2 separate regions of the Mus musculus genome follow, and region 2 is linked to region 1. Evidence: chromatin contacts called from public Micro-C data. All regions are on one chromosome and are shown on one strand. Each heading gives the region's core, a stretch centred on a gene start, on an enhancer-like site or on the middle of the called end of the contact. The rest is flanking DNA. Distances are from core to core; before and after follow the strand shown. Region 1 holds the start of Lmx1a (LIM homeobox transcription factor 1 alpha). Region 2 holds the start of Prox1os (prospero homeobox 1, opposite strand).

Region 1 (4,407 bases), core at 904-3,403:
TTCTGCGTTTGGCGTGTGCTTGCAGATAGAACACACTTAGGATGCTGCGGGTGGGCAGGGTGTGTGTGTGTGTGTGTGTGTGTGTGTGTCCCTAAGCACAGAAGAGCTTGTTGGACATAAGTTCAGGAAGAGATCTTTTCCTTGGTGAAGGGCACTAGGGAATACTTGCTTACATGGTATGTCTTCTGACCATGCTATAGCGCTGGATTACTGCCACCGAGTTCCTCGCAGTGTAGAAGTGAGGGTGCCCTAGAGAAGCCCATGGAATTGGACCTCCCAACGGTGTTCTGGAGAGCAGGCTAGAATTTCACGTGGACAGGTGTCCCATTTCCTTAGGGCAACCCGAACACTGAGACTATAATTTTCCCCACCTTAAAATTTAAAGATTAGATAAGTTGGCTACGGAATAAAGATTGGCACAAAATTAATGGTCGATAAAATGTTAGCCAACGCAATGATGTGTTTATTGAGTCACTTGGCCCCAGGCTTTTCTTGGAATAGAGGAGCAAGACCCTGTTCCTGCCTCTAGAGAGGCTGGAGGGCTGTCGCTGCAGAATGTTATGAATCACAGGGAATTAAAAACTGCCCCCAGGATCTTCTTTTCTAAGAAAAGTCCCCTTGGCTGACTTCTAGTCTAGCATCCAGCCAGCAGGATAGGATAGAGGGAGCCTGATTCAAGGTTTGGCCATGGGTCCCATTATTGCATTTCCCAGCAGTGAAGTAGTTTCAGCCAGAAACGGTGAGTTGAGTTTTAAGCCAAAACAAATTTGTAAGTTGCAGGAGCAAGTGGGTGAATGAAAATCCGAAGAGCTTGGAGCTTCTGGTGCCAGAGTTCACAAAGCAGAGAGGATTGGGGTTGGGGGCTCTAGGCGATCCCCGCGACCTCCAGGTGTCTGAGGTTAGTCATCACTTACGGTGCAGATCCGAGAGCAACCGGATCCCCATCCCGCCCGCGTGAAGTCTAGGTGGCACGGATCTCTGCCGAGTCTGGGGTGTAGCTCCCCCGGGGCAACCGTTCCACGTGGAGAGAAGGAAAAGTTTGGCGCGTCCGGGAGGTCCGGGCAGCAGACTGGAGCATCAGGCTGTAGCCTCGCGGTGGGTCGAGCAGCCAAGCCGGGGAAACAGAGCACCGCGGGCCCCGCCACGGGACGCGCTCCCAGGCCCCCGCCCTGCGCACCCCACCCCCTTCCCGGGCCGCGCACGCAGCCAGCGGCCACTGTCAGAAACCGCCCGAGCCGCCTCGAAGAAGGCAGGGCGGACTTTGCACCCAGGACCCTGGGCCTCCGGTTCCACCGCCGATCTTGGAGCAGCCGCCTGGTTTCCCCTTCCCGGCTGCAGAGCGGCGCGTGTTGGCGGGACGTCCCGAGGAGGATCGGCGGCTTGAGGCCACGGCCCGGCCCCACTCCGGCGCGCCGAGGAGCGGAATCGGGGGCCGGCGTTCGCTCCTGCTCTCTCCCGGGTGCGCCGGAGTCCGGGCGGCTGCTCTGGCTGCAGCCTAGGGGACGCCTCCTCCCTCCGCCAAAGCTGCCCGGCGTCTCCCGGCCACTTCGCGCTGCTCCGGACGCTGGGCGCGAGCTCGCCCATCAGGTAAGGAAGGCTGCGGGGATCCTTAGGCTCCGGCTCGGGCGGGCGTGTTTCTGAAAGTTGATTTGAAATGCATCCAAGAGTGAACCGGGCCAGTCGCGGCTCCTCCCCAAGGCGACTCCTTTGCTCCTGCAGACGTTCCCGGCACTGGCCGACCGGCGGGAGGACCTCCCCGCGCGCCCCGCACGCCTACTCCCGAGCGCCCCCCCCCCACCCCCCAAGCAGAGCGCTGCGCCAGGAGTACGGAAGCAGGCGGGACAGTCTCCGAGTCCCTTACTCTGCCTCTCTCTAAGACAGGTGAGGGTCGAAAGTGAGTGGTGGTGCCACTGGGATATCGGACCTGGTTGGTCCCGGCTTGGCCCTGGCTCTGAGAGCAGGCGTACCCCCACCCCATCACACAGAGTACCATAGTTCTAGTGGTGGGATCCCTAGGGGCCACATTAGTATAGGATGGGGCGGAGTCGGTCTTGGAATGGGAAACCTGGGGACAGGGGTGGGGGTGGGGGTTAGGAGAACGCAGTTAGGGGGCGGAGGCCTTAGCACATAACGCGTTGACTTCAAGTGAAATCAGAGCCGTCCGAGCAGTTCACGGTGGCTCTTCTCTCTCCTCCCACCTTACATTTCCCTTGTCTGGACTCTACCCTCTAGGCTCATTCTTGTCGCCCTGGACACTGCTTCTGTCCTGTCCCAGGAGAGTGGCAACTGAGGGTGCGGAGTCCCAACAGGCACGGGAAGCTAGACTCAACCGTTCCTCCGCTCTACAGGTCCTCCTGGCTCACCCCGAACATGTTGGACGGCCTGAAGATGGAGGAGAACTTTCAAAGTGCGATTGAGACCTCGGCATCTTTCTCCTCTTTGCTGGGTAAGTGTTCAACCGCATGCTCCCTAGAGCATCCTCCTTCTGCCGGGGCCGGGAGCTCAGTACGTCAGGTCTCTGATACTGGGTTAAGCGACCAGACTAGCACCCTCTTCGCGCGCACACAGAGGTGCCCACAATCTCTGTCTTTCCGTGTCCATCAGTCCTTTTGAGTCGTCCCTACCTAAATACAACCATCAAGCCTCCCCAGGCTTCACGAGTTCAACATCGAATTCCCCAAAGCCTTGAGGGGCGGGCGAGCATGTTCACAAGGCATTTGAGTGGCAAGTGATTAATAATACCCAGGGCTGGATTTTTAATCACGGAGCTGATCGACGGCTCATAAATGCCACCGGTTTCTCAGAGGCCTGTGTCCTAGCATGAGAGATCCGAGGCCCAGAGCGCCCAGGTTCTTCTCTTCCCCCACCAACTGCAGCCCCAATTTTAGTATTGGGCATGGCCGAGAGGCTTTTCCGGGCTGGTGGGCAGCGCTGCGCTGGGATTAGCTTGCACGGCGGGGCCCTTGCCTGGTCTTTAATTAACTGAAGCCGGACCCCTGTTCCGCAAGCTTGGTATCCCTCTACCCCCAACCCAGCCACTTCGAAGGAGCAGAGAATAGAGAGATCCAAAGAGTCATACCCATGGGTCTTTCAGAGTTCAGGCTTGTTTTGCCAGTGTCTCTTCAACTCTCCCTTTGGAATTTTCAAGTTTGGAGAAAAAAATGTTTTGTTTTGTTTTGTTTTTAAATTTTCTTTCTTCCTGTGTTTCTTCCCGCTTCTTTCTGAAGGAGAGATTTTTCTTTTATTTAAACCTCTTGCCTCTTTCTCTAACTTTAGAACCAATAGAGTGGGGCTGAAAAAATTTCGATTATAGAAACCATGTCCAGAGAGAAATCGCCCACTCCACCCCAACAGTTCAGAGGAAACGAAATTACAAAACCCATGCCCTCTTCTTTCAACCTCCCTTTCGAAATTGTCAGGATTTTCTCCCCAGAGCAAGAAGGAAGACGCAGGCTAGAGCCTGTGTGCGGACTCAGGCACACTGGGTTTGGTTCTCTGCACCATGAGACCCGCGACCCATCCTATGGTTTGTCCCAACCATAGGATGGGGTGCTGAGACCAAGACAACAGAAATTTACAATTGAGAACGACCACTTTCTCCCCAGGCCTTCTTGCTGGCTTCCCACCACACAAAACGACCTGTCCAGCTTACAAAGCAGAAAGTGAGATTAGTGTAGTGGTATGGAGAAGGATCGTCCCTTTGGGACATCACAGACAAGAGTGTTCTTGTGGGACAAGGGCTTCTTTAAACGGTTGTGAAAATTGTCAACAAAGGCGGCCAAGTATTTCTCCCTTGCTTGTTGGGGGCAAGGGGGGGGGCTGGAACAAGACCCGAAGGGAAAAAGTCAAAAAGGTCAAAGGGTAGGGCAGAGAAGATTCTCTGACTGAGCTAAGAGGTTTGTTGCTCCAATCAGCGCTTCTGAGCGCAGAAGATCTAGAATTCTCTGGCCAGCACCCTTCTCAGGGTCTCTGCGCTCAGCTATTATTTTTCCCCATCTTGACGTTTCCTAATTATGAAAAGCCACCTGCAATTTTCACGCCAAACAAGACATAGGAGAGATTCACTAGTTTGCACAGTACTGAGCTCACGTAGGGAGAGATGGTATTTTTCTGCCCCCGCAGGCCGCCTTTTATGAAGAAAACAGAAAATGATAATTTTCCTTAAAAAAATAGAACTCAGTTGCAAGCAAATTATTATCGATCATTTAAAAGTAGTCAAAGGACACAAATACAGTGATTTAATGATTAATGACGACTTGAGAGTCCTGGGAGCACAAATTTATATGTAATCTAATTTAAAGGCGTAGTGAAAGCTCGCAATATACCTGGATCTGTCTAATAACTAAGACCATTTATTGACTTCAGCCCCCTCCCTCGCTAAAATTTATACCTTGCTACTTAGTCTTT
Region 2 (4,407 bases), core at 566-3,065, about 22 Mb after region 1:
ACCTGTCTTTCTTGACACAACACACCTGTCCAGCCCTGTCCATGTGCGTTCTGTTAACAGACTTTTGCCTGACTGGTTTAGGAGAGGAAATGATTTTTTTTTTTTTTTTTTAACAGAGGGGCATGGGAAGGGGGTGGTAAAAAAGCAGGCAGAACTCGGAAAGGGAGAACAAGAGGGAGACTCTGAGAGAGGAGGCCACCCTGGGCTTGTTCTGTTTTCATTAGCTTAAGGAGACAACACAGATCTTCTAGGAAAAATAGAAGCAAGCAGGTGCGGTTCCAGCCTTCCCCGAGGCAGAGAAGGGCTCTGGGCTGCCAAGAACAGCGTTTCGCGCTCCAACCAGCAACCTTGGGCTACTTAAGACTGTCTCTCAGCCCCTCCTTCGGCTTCTGCTCTGAGCCGCCAGGAAGACTCAACTTCCCAAGAAGCTAGGCAGGGGTGGGAGAGTCTGAGTGTGGCTCGCTGCTCTCCCCCGGCCCCCATCGCTCTCTGCATAGGCGCTCAGTTTAGCAGGACTAACCGGCTGGCGCAGCAAAGGCAACGACAACTTGCTCAGCTGGACTTTGGGTGAGGTCTACCGCCCCCCTCCCCGTCTCTTCCCCTTGTCTGTTCAGGCAAGATAGCAGCTCTCCCCCTTCCTCCCGCCCTCCTCGTCCTTCTTCTCAGCAACAATCACTCTCACCTCTCCACTCTGCTGGGCTCTTCTCCTCCCTCCCCAGTCCTAGGAACTGGGGCAGCAGAGTAGCGGCACTCAGCGAGGCCAGGGCGCAGCTGCCCACCACCCAAGCGTGCCAGTAATGGCTGGGAGCTTCTTCTCGTCTATGGGCGGCCCAAGCACAACCCGACCCCGGGCCGGCCCTCTTCGGTGCGGCGTCCAGGTCGCCCCACTAGCGACCCCTGAGGCTCTCGGGCAAACTCCCCCTACTCAGTGCTTCCCAGCGCGGCGCAAGCAGACTGGGTGGACTGGCACCGCGCTCGCTCCTCCGTACCGGACCGTCCCCCAACTCGTCTCTCCTCTGTTGCAGAGCTGGGTGCAAGCTCCCGGCGCTGAGCACACAGAGGAAAGTCACCGGGCGCCCCCTCCTCCCCGCCCTCTTCCCCACGGCCGGCCCTCTGCCCCGGGTTAAAAAAGGAGAAGTGAAAGGTATGCAAACAGCAAGCAAATAGGGAAAGCCGGGAAGAAAGGCAGCTAGAATAAACAAGACAAAGGGAGAAGGACTCGGGGACAGGCCCTGGAGTTTCAACTCCCGGAGAAGAAAAAGAAGAAGCTGGGAAGATTGCAAGAAAAAAAAAATCTAGAAGAACAACAACCAAAAGGGACTCATCCCCCTCGCGGCCCCCTCCCCTGAAAAGAGTGCAAGAAAAATAAAGAAATAAAAATAATACAAAATAAAAGAAAGCCAGAGCCTCAGCGCATCCCAGACACAGTACACAAAAGGTGACAAGATCAGCGACAAGTCCAGCAACACCAGCCTCCCCCCATCGCCACCATCATCCCAGTCACCGGCAGGCGCGAGAAAGAAATAAAAGCCAAGCAGGTCACTTACTCTTCGTTTACTGGGAGGAGCGGAGCTCGGAGTTCCACTGAGCCTCCTGCTTAGAAAACTGTTTTTAGAGGCTATTTGATCACGATTCATGTAAATAACACCATTTTCCCCCTTGGAAAAAGAATGTTTACACGGGTGTGAGTAACGGGAGGCTCTTCTCTCTCTTTCCCATTCAAGAACGAGCCAGTGCGAGCGATTCTGGAAAAGGGGAGGGGACAGCAACCGGGTGAAGATACTTACGCGGTGCGGGCAGCAGCGGGGCGCAGCCACTCTCTCTCTTTCTCTCTCTCTTTCTTTTCACTCTCTCTCTCTCTCCCCCTCTCTTCTTCTCTTGCGGGCAGAGAAGAAACCCACGCGCGCACGCGGTGATGTCTTACTGGTGATAATTGGCCCAGGGGTCGGTGAGTCTGTGCGGGAGCGAGTGATCTGGGCGAGTGCTGAGAGGCGAGGGGAGAAAGGAGGGAGGGGAGGGGAGAGGCGCGCAGGGCAGAGCCGGGAGCCCGGGGAAAGAAGGGGAGAGAGAGCGGAGAAGGCGGCGAGGGCTGGAGCGCGGAGCGGTGGCCCGAGGAGCAGCGGGCACGGCGGAGAGGCTTGTGTGCGCCGCGCGGCTTCCCCGGCTGCAGTGGCCGTCGCTTTCCCAGCGCTCTCTCAGCTGAGGGCTCCGCTCCACAACAAGATTTACTTTAAGACACAGCTGAAGGAAACAGGAAGACTGCACGTCACAGTCCCACTGACGTACCCGGTCCCAGCACCCAATCGCGAGGCGCCTTCGGATTCAAGGGGGGATAGCGAGGCAAGAGAACTTGTGAGGAAAAAAATATACATATATATAAAAGGGGTGGGGGTGAGGGGCTGGGGAGAGAGGAGGAGAGGGGGGCCCAGCGCTCCCCCGCCCGGGCCACCAGCCCCGGCCCCCACCCCGCCCTGCCACTGCTTGGGGCGCCTGGATCGCCGCGCCCCGGCCGCCGCGAGCCATCTGCGGGCGTTGTGCACCGCGGCGCCCGGCTCACACTTGCTCTTCCAGGACGCAGGTCTTTTTTTTTTTTTTTTTTTTTTTTCCATTTCACTGACACAGATGATGGAGTTCTCCCAGCGGCCGGGAGCACTCCCCAGACTGGGATGGAGGAAGGCTCGGAAAAGTATACAGGATAAAAAAAAGTGGATATTTTAAGGGTCGGGGTGGCATAAAGGGCGGAATGTTGTGGGGGGGGGGCACAACTCGTTCTGCTTTGGAAATGATCATAGATAGTATCAATAGGACCAGTCACCCTAGTTTCCTTTTAAAGAGGATGAGCAAACACAGGTAGGCTTAGGTTTTAAAAAATAAATAAGTGCCAGAGATTTCACACTGGGGCCGCTAAGTCTGATATTAAAAACCTCTACCCGCACTGGCTGAGTCCCAGTCAATCAGACCTCAGAATTTATAGGAATTCGCCCCCGATTACCTTTAAAAGTATTATTTCAATTGTAGGCATAGTGACCACATATGCTATAAACATCGTTTCTGGCCACCCTTCTCCAGTTCGCACATCCCTACATGGCCAAAGAAACTAGTTCGATATAGGATTCACATGATTTCGAAGTCTGAATGACAAACTTAAAAGTTTATTGGGCAAGACATCTCAGACTCTAATACTTAAAGCCACATAAAACACACGTTGGTTTGACATCTTGGGTGAAAATTAGCAGCAAGGTTTCTTCAGATAACGTGGCTCTTAAAGAGGGCCTTGGCTTTCCTTGACAAATGCTGAAGAGCCTCCAGCCTCAGCTTGAATGGTCCTCTCCCTGGGCACAGTTAACAGCAGCGCTTACTAAAGAGGCAGTGTGGACATAAACACTCCATAAACCCCGAGCCTCAAGAGCTGAGAAGCACTTTAAATGTTCATACCTAGGAGATTAGAGACTTTTACAAAAGGTGCTGTGGGGACAAGAATTTTTTCTGAGTCCCTCCAATTCAATCAGATCAAAGGTTGAAACGTGTTGTGACAGGGTATTTATAAGATGCGAGTACACCAGCAGACCCGCCGCCATCGTCTGCCGCGCACACTCTAGGACCTTCTCCGATTTATCAGAATGGGAGAGGATATTAATCCCCTGTGAGTCGAACAACGGTGTCAGTGTGTATGTCTGAAGTGTGTGCCCTGTGGGAAACTTTTGGCAGGCACGGAATTCAAATATTGAAAAGGACAGGGGGGGGGAGGGAGAGAGAGAGAGAGAGAGAGAGAGAGAGAGAGAGAGAGAGAGAGAGAGAGAGAGGTAGGTGGGTGTGCAGGAAAAAAAGCTCACCTAAGCACACCTATCCGTCTTCCCACCTCCTTGACTGCCTGAAGACTTTCCCGAGCTCAAGTCGGGAAACAGCATTGCCCAGCGCTTGCTCAGTACACTACCCGCACCTCCAATGATGGACTCCTGTCGTAAATCGGGGCCAGGGAGTGAAATTACCCACTCACGTGCCCGTTAGATGGGGGTGAAATATGGGTTGGACACCTTTGAGGTAAACGGATGTACTGAAAAGGGTGGAATTTGGGATTCGAGAATTTTTTCGACCCTTTATTTTTTCTCTTGAAGAATCTGTTTGCGCTTGTAAGTTAGCGTCAGTTCGACGGCTAAAAGGGAGGATACAGAGGAAGGAAGAAAGGAGGTTGGAGGGGGAGAAAAGAGGCAAGGGTGGACGGAGAGATTCCACTCTGTTGTAGTTTGTTGTAGTTGCACTTAGCGTTCGGACGCACGCTTTGCACATGACACGATTGGGATCTGGCGGCGGGAAAAGTTTCCTGCGTGCCCTCAAATAAGTCATTTATCAATCTCGCAGAGGGACAAAATAGGCCTGACATAAAGCTGGGGTAACCACCAGACAGAC

What was found. A called contact is a pair of places that touch in the nucleus more often than the background predicts.
Region 2: a contact with region 1 is called in a Micro-C map of embryonic stem cells, with 22 times the contacts expected there. The contact joins the promoter of Prox1os here to the promoter of Lmx1a in region 1. A contact is called at or near these places in 1 of 39 promoter capture datasets (embryonic stem cells) and 2 of 484 Hi-C or Micro-C datasets (both in embryonic stem cells).

What each region holds. Positions count from the first base shown.
Region 1 is chr1:167,687,405-167,691,811 of GRCm38.p6, forward strand. Lmx1a (LIM homeobox transcription factor 1 alpha) reads left to right here and starts at 2,154. Exons shown (of 8, transcript NM_033652.5): 1 at 2,154-2,446. The coding sequence starts at 2,371.
Region 2 is chr1:190,168,481-190,172,887 of GRCm38.p6, forward strand. Prox1os (prospero homeobox 1, opposite strand) reads left to right here and starts at 1,816. Exons shown (of 2, transcript NR_151620.1): 1 at 1,816-1,948. It overlaps Prox1 (prospero homeobox 1), which reads right to left and starts at 2,347. Exons shown (of 5, transcript NM_008937.3): 1 at 1,788-2,347.